Linked DNA regions of Sus scrofa: region 1 is linked to region 2. Evidence: chromatin contacts called from public Hi-C data. All regions are on one chromosome and are shown on one strand. The core of a region is the stretch at or near the end of the contact, and the rest is flanking DNA. Distances in the headings are between cores, read along the strand shown. Region 1 holds the start of LOC100152714 (carbonic anhydrase 13). Region 2 holds the start of RMDN1 (regulator of microtubule dynamics protein 1).

What was found. A called contact is a pair of places that touch in the nucleus more often than the background predicts.
Region 1: a Hi-C map of skeletal muscle shows a contact between it and region 2, with 3 times the contacts expected there. The contact joins the promoter of LOC100152714 here to the promoter of RMDN1 in region 2. A contact is called at or near these places in 3 of 47 Hi-C or Micro-C datasets (heart right ventricle, liver and skeletal muscle) and 1 of 2 datasets of contacts at active chromatin or transcription factors (alveolar macrophages).

The regions. Positions count from the first base shown.
Region 1 is chr4:51,466,649-51,470,362 of Sscrofa11.1, forward strand. It overlaps LOC100152714 (carbonic anhydrase 13), which reads right to left and starts at 2,323. Exons shown (of 6, transcript XM_013996643.2): 1 at 2,205-2,323. It overlaps C4H8orf59, which reads left to right and starts at 2,506. Exons shown (of 4, transcript XM_005662997.3): 1 at 2,506-2,848. The coding sequence starts at 2,744.
Region 2 is chr4:50,342,720-50,346,882 of Sscrofa11.1, forward strand. RMDN1 (regulator of microtubule dynamics protein 1) reads left to right here and starts at 2,167. Exons shown (of 9, transcript XM_021089160.1): 1 at 2,167-2,406. The coding sequence starts at 2,278. CPNE3 (copine-3) reads right to left here and starts at 2,681. Exons shown (of 16, transcript XM_021089156.1): 1 at 2,498-2,681.

The DNA of each region.
Region 1 (3,714 bases), core at 1,073-3,572, 1.1 Mb after region 2:
ATCCAGCACAGATGAACATCTCCTCAGAAAAGAAAATCATGGACTTGGAGAAGAGACTTGTGGCTGCCTGATGGGAGGGGGAGGGAGTGGGAGGGATCAGGAGCTTGGGCTTATCAGACACAACTTAGAATAGATTTACAAGGAGATCCTGCTGAATAGCATTGAGAACTTTGTCTAGATACTCATGTTGCAACAGAAGAAAGGGTGGGGGGAAAAATGTAATTGTAATGTATACATGTAAGGATAACCTGACCCCCTTGCTGTACAGTGGGAAAATAAAAAAATTAAATTAAATTAAATTAAATTAAAAATTAAAAAAATCAAAATAAAATAAACCTTGCCTGGTTATCAAGGCCCTTCATTAGCTCATCTTACCAGCCTCATTTTCAACAGTATCTTCACACCCAGACTTCTCTATTCATACAGGTCTACCTCCACTCCTACAAGGACAGCAAGTCCATTTCTGGGTTTACAGCTTGCTTATGCCATGCTTTATTTCTACAAGGCCTTTTCAGATTTTTTCCCCTAAAACCAACACTCTGTATTCTCCATTAGCTCAGGTTGGAAAACCTTCAGAAAAGGACTAATTTTATTAGCTCAACCAGGACCATTTAATGGGAGAAGAGTGGTTCCCCAGAAAGGAATGCTGAGCAGATAATGAATGTTCTCTGAATGGCCATCTACATGGGAAAGGGAGGCCCAGAGAAATGAAGTAACATTTCCACAACACACTGTTGGTTGTTGACAGAAGTAAAAAAAAAAATTCATGCCTCCTCACTCATATCTCATATAATGTCACTGCTCTTGCCTGTACAACCATGTTATTTCCTAGTGTGTATTTCTATCTCAACTATTCAAGATTAAAGCTAGGTCCATAAGTTTTCATAGACACTATAATGTCATTCCATTGCAACTATTTGTCTTCTGCATATATATCAACAACTTCACATTCACGGAATCATAATACATGCTTTATTTGCTTCAGTATTTGTGGATAACTCTAGCCTTGTGAAAGAATCTAATGCTTTTCGGTCGCTTTGGTGTTGTTTTGGTCCTGCCCCCATGCATTAGGGGCATTTTATACCAGAACTTTAAGGTGTTTTTAAAAATCAGTCTTTAGGAAAAAATACAAAATTTTAATAAAAATACATTGACAAGTAATTATTCCTCATTCCTTAATGTATTCCCTAACTTTTTGTGATTGATATAAATAAAATGATTTACTGTAAAAGTGGCTCATCGGTCTACAAGCAGGCGACTGACTTGGCGGGAAGAGGACTTAACCGAGGGCTAGACCACATGGATTTTGGTTTGGCTTTGTCAGTTACTAGCTGTGTGGATACCCGAAAATGGCTTAGACGCTGAGCCTTAGTATTCTCACTTGCAAAAGGAGAGTGGTATTCTGGCCTTATTTTGATACTATGAGCAAAACTCAAGCACGTTACAAAAGTGATATAAAAATGTCAGGAGTTCCAGTTGTGGCTCAGGGGGCTAAGAACCTGACATAGTCTCCAGGAGGATGGGGGTTCCATCCCTGGCCTTGATCATTGGGTTAAGGATCCCGCAGTTGCCACAAGCTGCAGAGTAGATCGCAGATGCACCTAAGGCTGGAGCTGTAGCTCTGATTTGACCCCTAGCATGGGAACTTCCATATGCCGCGGGTGCGGCCTTAAAAGACCAAATATATATATATATATACACACATATCTTTTTAAAGCAAGAAAACTTCAGTGAGAAAAGTATTTCAACTTTTTGCTCTTTACAGACTCTCCGTTTGGAGATTGTAGCTCTAGATCCCAATCAAGCCCTGGGCGCCACCCAGAGGTGCGCAGCGCCACCTCCTGGGAGGGTGGGCAGAACCAGCTAGCAGTAAACCGCTGAGGACAGACTACCAGGGTTATGGTCTTATAGTCTCCGTGGGTCGGAAGACTCAGACACCCTGGGTGGTTTCTATTTACCCACTCGGAGAATTCGACGCTTGGTTCCAGCCGAGTAGAGGTCCTCAGCTCAGCACAAGGCAAGTGATGTTAATGGGTCAGGACTTCCCATGGCGGGTGGAACTCGCTCTACCCGCGAGGCTTTGGGACATTCAAGAGAGAATGCTCCGCGGCAGGGTTGGCTCTGTGGGCGGGACTACGTAAGGGGGGTGGGAACCAGCTGGTGGGCGGAACCACGCCTACTGCGGGGTTTCGCTCCAAGCTTACCAGGTGGCGGGGCTTCGCTCCGGGTATGGGCTGAGCTTGGAGAGTTGTACTCCGGTCGGTGGGTGGGGCTAGGTCGGTGGGTGGGGCTTATCTCCGCGTAAGGATGATCTCAGGGCCCCGGATTCCGCTCTGTGGGCGGGGCGTTGCCCGGTGGGCGGAACTACGACCGCTATGAGGACTTTTGACTGGCTCCCTCCCCCGGAACTTCCAGGATGCGGGCGCAGGCAGTTGGCGTCACTTGGAGCTTGAGCAGCCGCACGAGGCTTTCGGAAGTCTGGTGAGAGTTTAATAAAGAAATTTTCCAGCGGGCTGGCAGGAGGTTTCCGGGTGTTAGGACAGGATTGGCTTGGCTGCTGTGATTTGGTCGCTTGGTTCTGCCGCTGGATGGCTCAGGCAGCCCTTCTGGGCCAGGCCTGCAGGCCCAGACCTGAATCCCCGTGCCTGCTGGGCCTTCGGCCCATGGCAGGGTACTAGTTTTTGGTTGTCTGGTTGTTTTCTCTGTTTTTTTTTTTTTTGTCTTAGCGCTTCACCTGCAGCATATGGAAGTTCCCAGGCTAGGCGCTGAAACTGAAGCTGCAACTGCTGGCCTACACCACAGCAATAGGGGATCCGAGCTACACCTGCAACCTACGCCACAGCTCAAGGCAAGACTGGATCCTTAACCCACGGAGCAGGGCCAGGGATTGAACTCGTGTCCTCATGGATAGTAGTCGGGTGGGTTGTGGCTGAGCCACAGGGGGTTTTTCTCATGTCATCATTTTCTAAGTGGTTGTCAGAGAAAATCTCAAATCTCACCAAATAGGCTATCACCTTCTCCAGGAAATTTCCTCCAGTCACCAACTCTACTAGATCTTTCCCTCTTGTGATCCTACTTGTATTCTGCTGGTAACAGCACCTTCCATTATGTTTCTTGTGTTTGTGTATATTTCACATGTAGTATTATCAGTTCTGACCACACTTGGCTAGTAGTATTAAAGAATACTAGGTGAGTGGTTGGATCTTGGATACTTATCGGAAGGATTTTGGATTATTTAATTTGGGGATGATTTATTATGTGTATTTTATGCTTCTTTAATGATCATGTGTTTTCTACTCAGTTCACTTTTTTTTTTTTAATTAGAATGCTGTGGGGGTTCAAAAGCACTATTGGGGTTGCTGTCTCTGTTAAATAGTTTCCTGAGGCTGACCATTGAAGGAGAGTATACATTTCAGTCAATAGAGAGGATGTGAGCAAAAGAAAGAAAGGGAGAACATGCAAAGTGTTTTCAAAGAATAATTAGTGCACTAGGCCAGGTGGATATAGAGAAGGAGCAGGGGATACCTTTGACAGATTTATGCTAGAGCCAGGACAAAGCATATTGCTTCTTGTGGTTTGGAAGAACCATTGGAGGATTTTATTTTATTTTATTTTATTTTTTGGCCTCCCAGAGGCATATGGAGTTCCCAGGCCAGGGATCAGATCCAAGTCGCAGTTGCCACCTAAGCTGCAGCTGCCACAACACCAAATCCT
Region 2 (4,163 bases), core at 917-3,416:
GGCACCTAATGAAACATAAGCTTTGGCACAGCAAATGAAACCATAAACAAAATGAATAGACAATATGGACTTGGAGAAAATATGTCCAAACAATGTGACGCATAAGGGCTTAATTTCCAAAATATACAAACAGCTGGTGCAACTCAATAACAACAACAAAAAACAACAACCCAATGGAAGAATGGACAGAAGACTAAACTAGACATTTGTCCAAAGAAGACATACAGATGGTCAATAGGCACATGAAAAGATGCTCATCATTTCTGATTATTAGAGAAATGCAAATCAAAACTACAATGAGGTCCTACCTTGCACAGGCCAGAATGGCCATCAATAAAAGGAGTTCCCATCGTGGCTTAGCATTAGCAAACCCAACTAGGATCCAGAAAGACGTGGGTCTAATCCCTGGCCACCAAAAGATCTGGCATTGCCATAAGCTGGGCTGTAGGTCACAGATGCAGCTCAGATCCCATATTGCTGTGGCTGTGGTGGAGGCCAGCAGCTACAGCTCTGATTCGACCCAAGCCTGGAACCTTCCATATGCCATGAGTGCAGCCCTAAAAAGACCAAAAAAAAAAAAAAAGTCTACAAATAGCAAAGGTTGGAGGGAGTGTGGAGAAAAGGAAATCCTCCTACACTGTAAATTGGAATGTAAATTGGTGGAGCCACTATGGAAACCAGTACAGAGGTCCCTCAAAAAACTAAAAGCAGAGTTTCTATATGGTCCAACAATCTCACTAATGGACATATACCCAGACAAAAGTATAGCTTAAAAATATACATTCACCCTATGTTCATAGCAGCATTATCTACAAGAGTCAAGACATGGACACAACCTAAATGTCCACTAACAGATGAGTGGATAAAGAAGATTTAGTATATGTACAAAATGGAATATTACCAGCCAAAAAAAAGAATGAAATTATGCCATTTGCATCAATGTAGATGAACCTAGGGACTACTATAGTAAGTGAAGTTAGAGAAAGACAAATACCATATGGTATCACTTATATGTGGAATCTAAAATATGACACAAATAAACATATCTATGAAACAGAGACTTACAGATATAGAGAATAGAATTCTGGTTGCTAAGGTTGGGGGGTGGCTTGAGAGGGAAGGATTGGGAGTGGAAGTTTGGGGTTAGCAGATACAAACTATTATATATAGGATGGATAAACAACAAGGTCCTACTGTATAGCACAGGGAACTATATTCCGTATCCTGTGATAAACCATAAAGGAAATCATATAGAAGCACTGGACTTGGAGTTAGAAGATATGGATTCTACTCTACCAACACCTATGAGCTATGAGTCCTGGGCTAATAAATCTCTTTGAGCTATAGTTCACGAGTTTATTAACTTGGGACCCCAGTTACTTAACAAGGTAGTTGGGAAGTTCAAATGAAATGTGTGTGTTAACTCACTATGTAGTATTAAAAGTACTATATAAGTGCAACCTAATTTAAAAAAACAATATCTTCCTTTACTGCCCATAATTTTTCCCCATATATTCCATATAGTAGGTTTGCAGCTTGGGTTTTCACCAACATCAACTCTGAAGCAGGATTCAAAACCTGTTTATTCCCTCTACAACAATTCCAAGCCAGTGAGAAGTAATATCGACCTTACTTAATATTTTGAGGGGAAACTAAGGGTTTTATTTCACACTTGCCATAGCATAGCAAGGCGTCAACTTCCTGTCCAGAGGCCTCCTCTCCCTAGGCTTTCTTACTAGACCAGCATGGGCTTCAGGTTCTGTGTTCATTTCTGGCATCTCTCTCCTCCCTGGGAAACTCCCCTTCCCCCCCCCCCAGTCTCTCAGTCTCTTCTATTTCCTTCTTTAGGTGGAGCAGTTTACTACTTCCAAGCATTATTTCCTAAAAAACACACCAAAATGCTCATCTTTGAAGGCAGCAGAGAATAACAAATCATTATTTTCTTGCATACGTAAATCCTCTGGCCTATTTCCCAGCTTTCAAGTCTGTTCTGGCGATCTCTCCTGCCAAAACCAAGAGACCCAGTCTGCACAAGGAGCGCCAATAAACCAGCGGCCAGAAGGGCGCTTACCACCTCAGTCCCCTCGGCCGCTAAGTCCCACCCAATCGGTCTATTTCCCTCCCCCGCCAGACCCGTGGACCGGAAGCTGCTGCGCTAAAGAGGCACCGCCCCGGAAGTCGGTGGGGCTTTCTCGGGAAGGACTGTGACTCCTTTATCTCCGCCCGGCTGGGTAGCGAGCCCAGGGGGTGAAGGGTCAGGCCTCTGGTTTTTAGATCATGGCGCTAACCTTACGACTCTGGCGCTCGCTCCCTTTGGGACGGAGCTCCGCGCGGGCACTTCGGCTCCCGACGGGTGCTGCTGGCAGCCGTGGGCGGTGCGTTCCTTGGCCACTCCGCGGCTCTGAGGTACCCTCGCAGTCCTGGCTCTCACTTCCCTCCCCTACCGGCTGGACTCCGGCAGCCCCTTCCTTCTTCAGGCTTGGTGGCCTGGCCTCACCTTAGGAACTGAAGGAACTTGGGCCAGATGTGCCAGGAACGCCCCCGGTGAAAGCGACGGACTAGTCCTCTCCCTTTCGCAAGGCTCCTTTTCCTCTCTGAAAACTGGGGTCGGAGGAGGAGGAGCTCTCTCATCTACCCGGAGACTCTGCTCTTTATCTTTTCTGTGCAAATACGGAGAGAGCAGTAGGAGGGAAGGTCTTTGACCCCTGTGAGATAATTTTCGTTTTTGATGATTGCCGTATACAGTATACAGTAACAGCACTCTGAAAAGTTTGTGGTGTTTTGGTTTTTGAAAATTTCTAGGATTCAGAAAGATTTTATATTATTTCCTTTTAAAAATTATGTTTGAGTTTATTTTATTTGCATAATGTTAAGGAAGTATGTTGGGGTGTTGGATTGTCATCCTAGTTTTGGCATTTCTCTTTTTTTACTTCCGGTACCTGTGTTATATGGAAATTCCTGGGTTAGGAGTAGGGGTTGAATTGAAGGTGCAGCCTCCAGTTTATGCCACAGCCACAGCAATGCTGGATCTGAGTTGCATCTGTAACCTACACTGCACTGTGGCAAAGCCAGATCCTTATCTTGCTGAGCAAGGCCAGGGATAGAACCTGAATCCTCAGGGATACTGTGTTGGGTTATTAACCCAATGAGTCACAAGGGGAGCTCCTGGCATGTCTGTTAGACTATTCCTAGGCCTTGGTTTGTTTAATCTCTGAAAGGGGGTTGAAAGGTGAGATGGAGCATCCGTGCATGTGATATAATTTAGGTAATAATAGCCAATACTCCATTTTCACTTCTGCATATTCTCTTTCTTCCAAGGGAGTCAGTAAGTTCAGCCTGTTACAATTAAGGGTAGTGAATATTAGAAAGCAAGGCTCATTGGGGCCCATTTTTTTCAGTTTATTAAACATTTTTTATTAAAATATAGTTGATTTACAATGTTCTATTTCTGATGTACAGCAGAGTGACCCAGTGATTTATATATATATCAATATATATATATACACATTCTTTTTCTTATATTATTTTCCATCATGTTCTGTCATAAGTGATTGGATATAGTTCTCTGTGCTATATAGCAGGACATCATTGCTTATCTAGTCTAAATGTAATAGTTTACATCTACTAATCCCAAACTACCACTCCATCCCACTCCTTCCCCTTTCCCCCTTGAGAGTTACAAGTCTGTTCTCCTTGTCTGTGAGTCTGTTTCTGTTCTGTAGATATGTTCACTTGTGCCATATTTTAAATTGCATATCACATGGTGTTTGTCTTTCTCTTCTGACTTAGTTCATTTAGTTTAAGAATCTTTATTTGCATCCATGTTGCTGTAAATGGCATTTCATTCTTTTTTATGGCTGAGCAGTATTCCATTGTATATATGTTCCGTATCTTTTTAATCCATTCATTTGTCAATGGACATTTAGGTTGTTTCCATGTCTTAGGTATTGTGAATAGTGCTGCTTTGAGCGTAGGGGTGCATATTTTTGAATGAAACTTTTGTCTGGATATATGCCTAGTTGTGGGATCACTGGATCATATGGTAGTTCTATAATTAGTTTTCTGAGGAATCTTTCATACTGTCTTCCATAGTGGTTTTATCAAGTTTCATTCCCACCAACAGTGTAGGAGGGTTCCCTTTTCTCCACACCTTCTCCAGTACT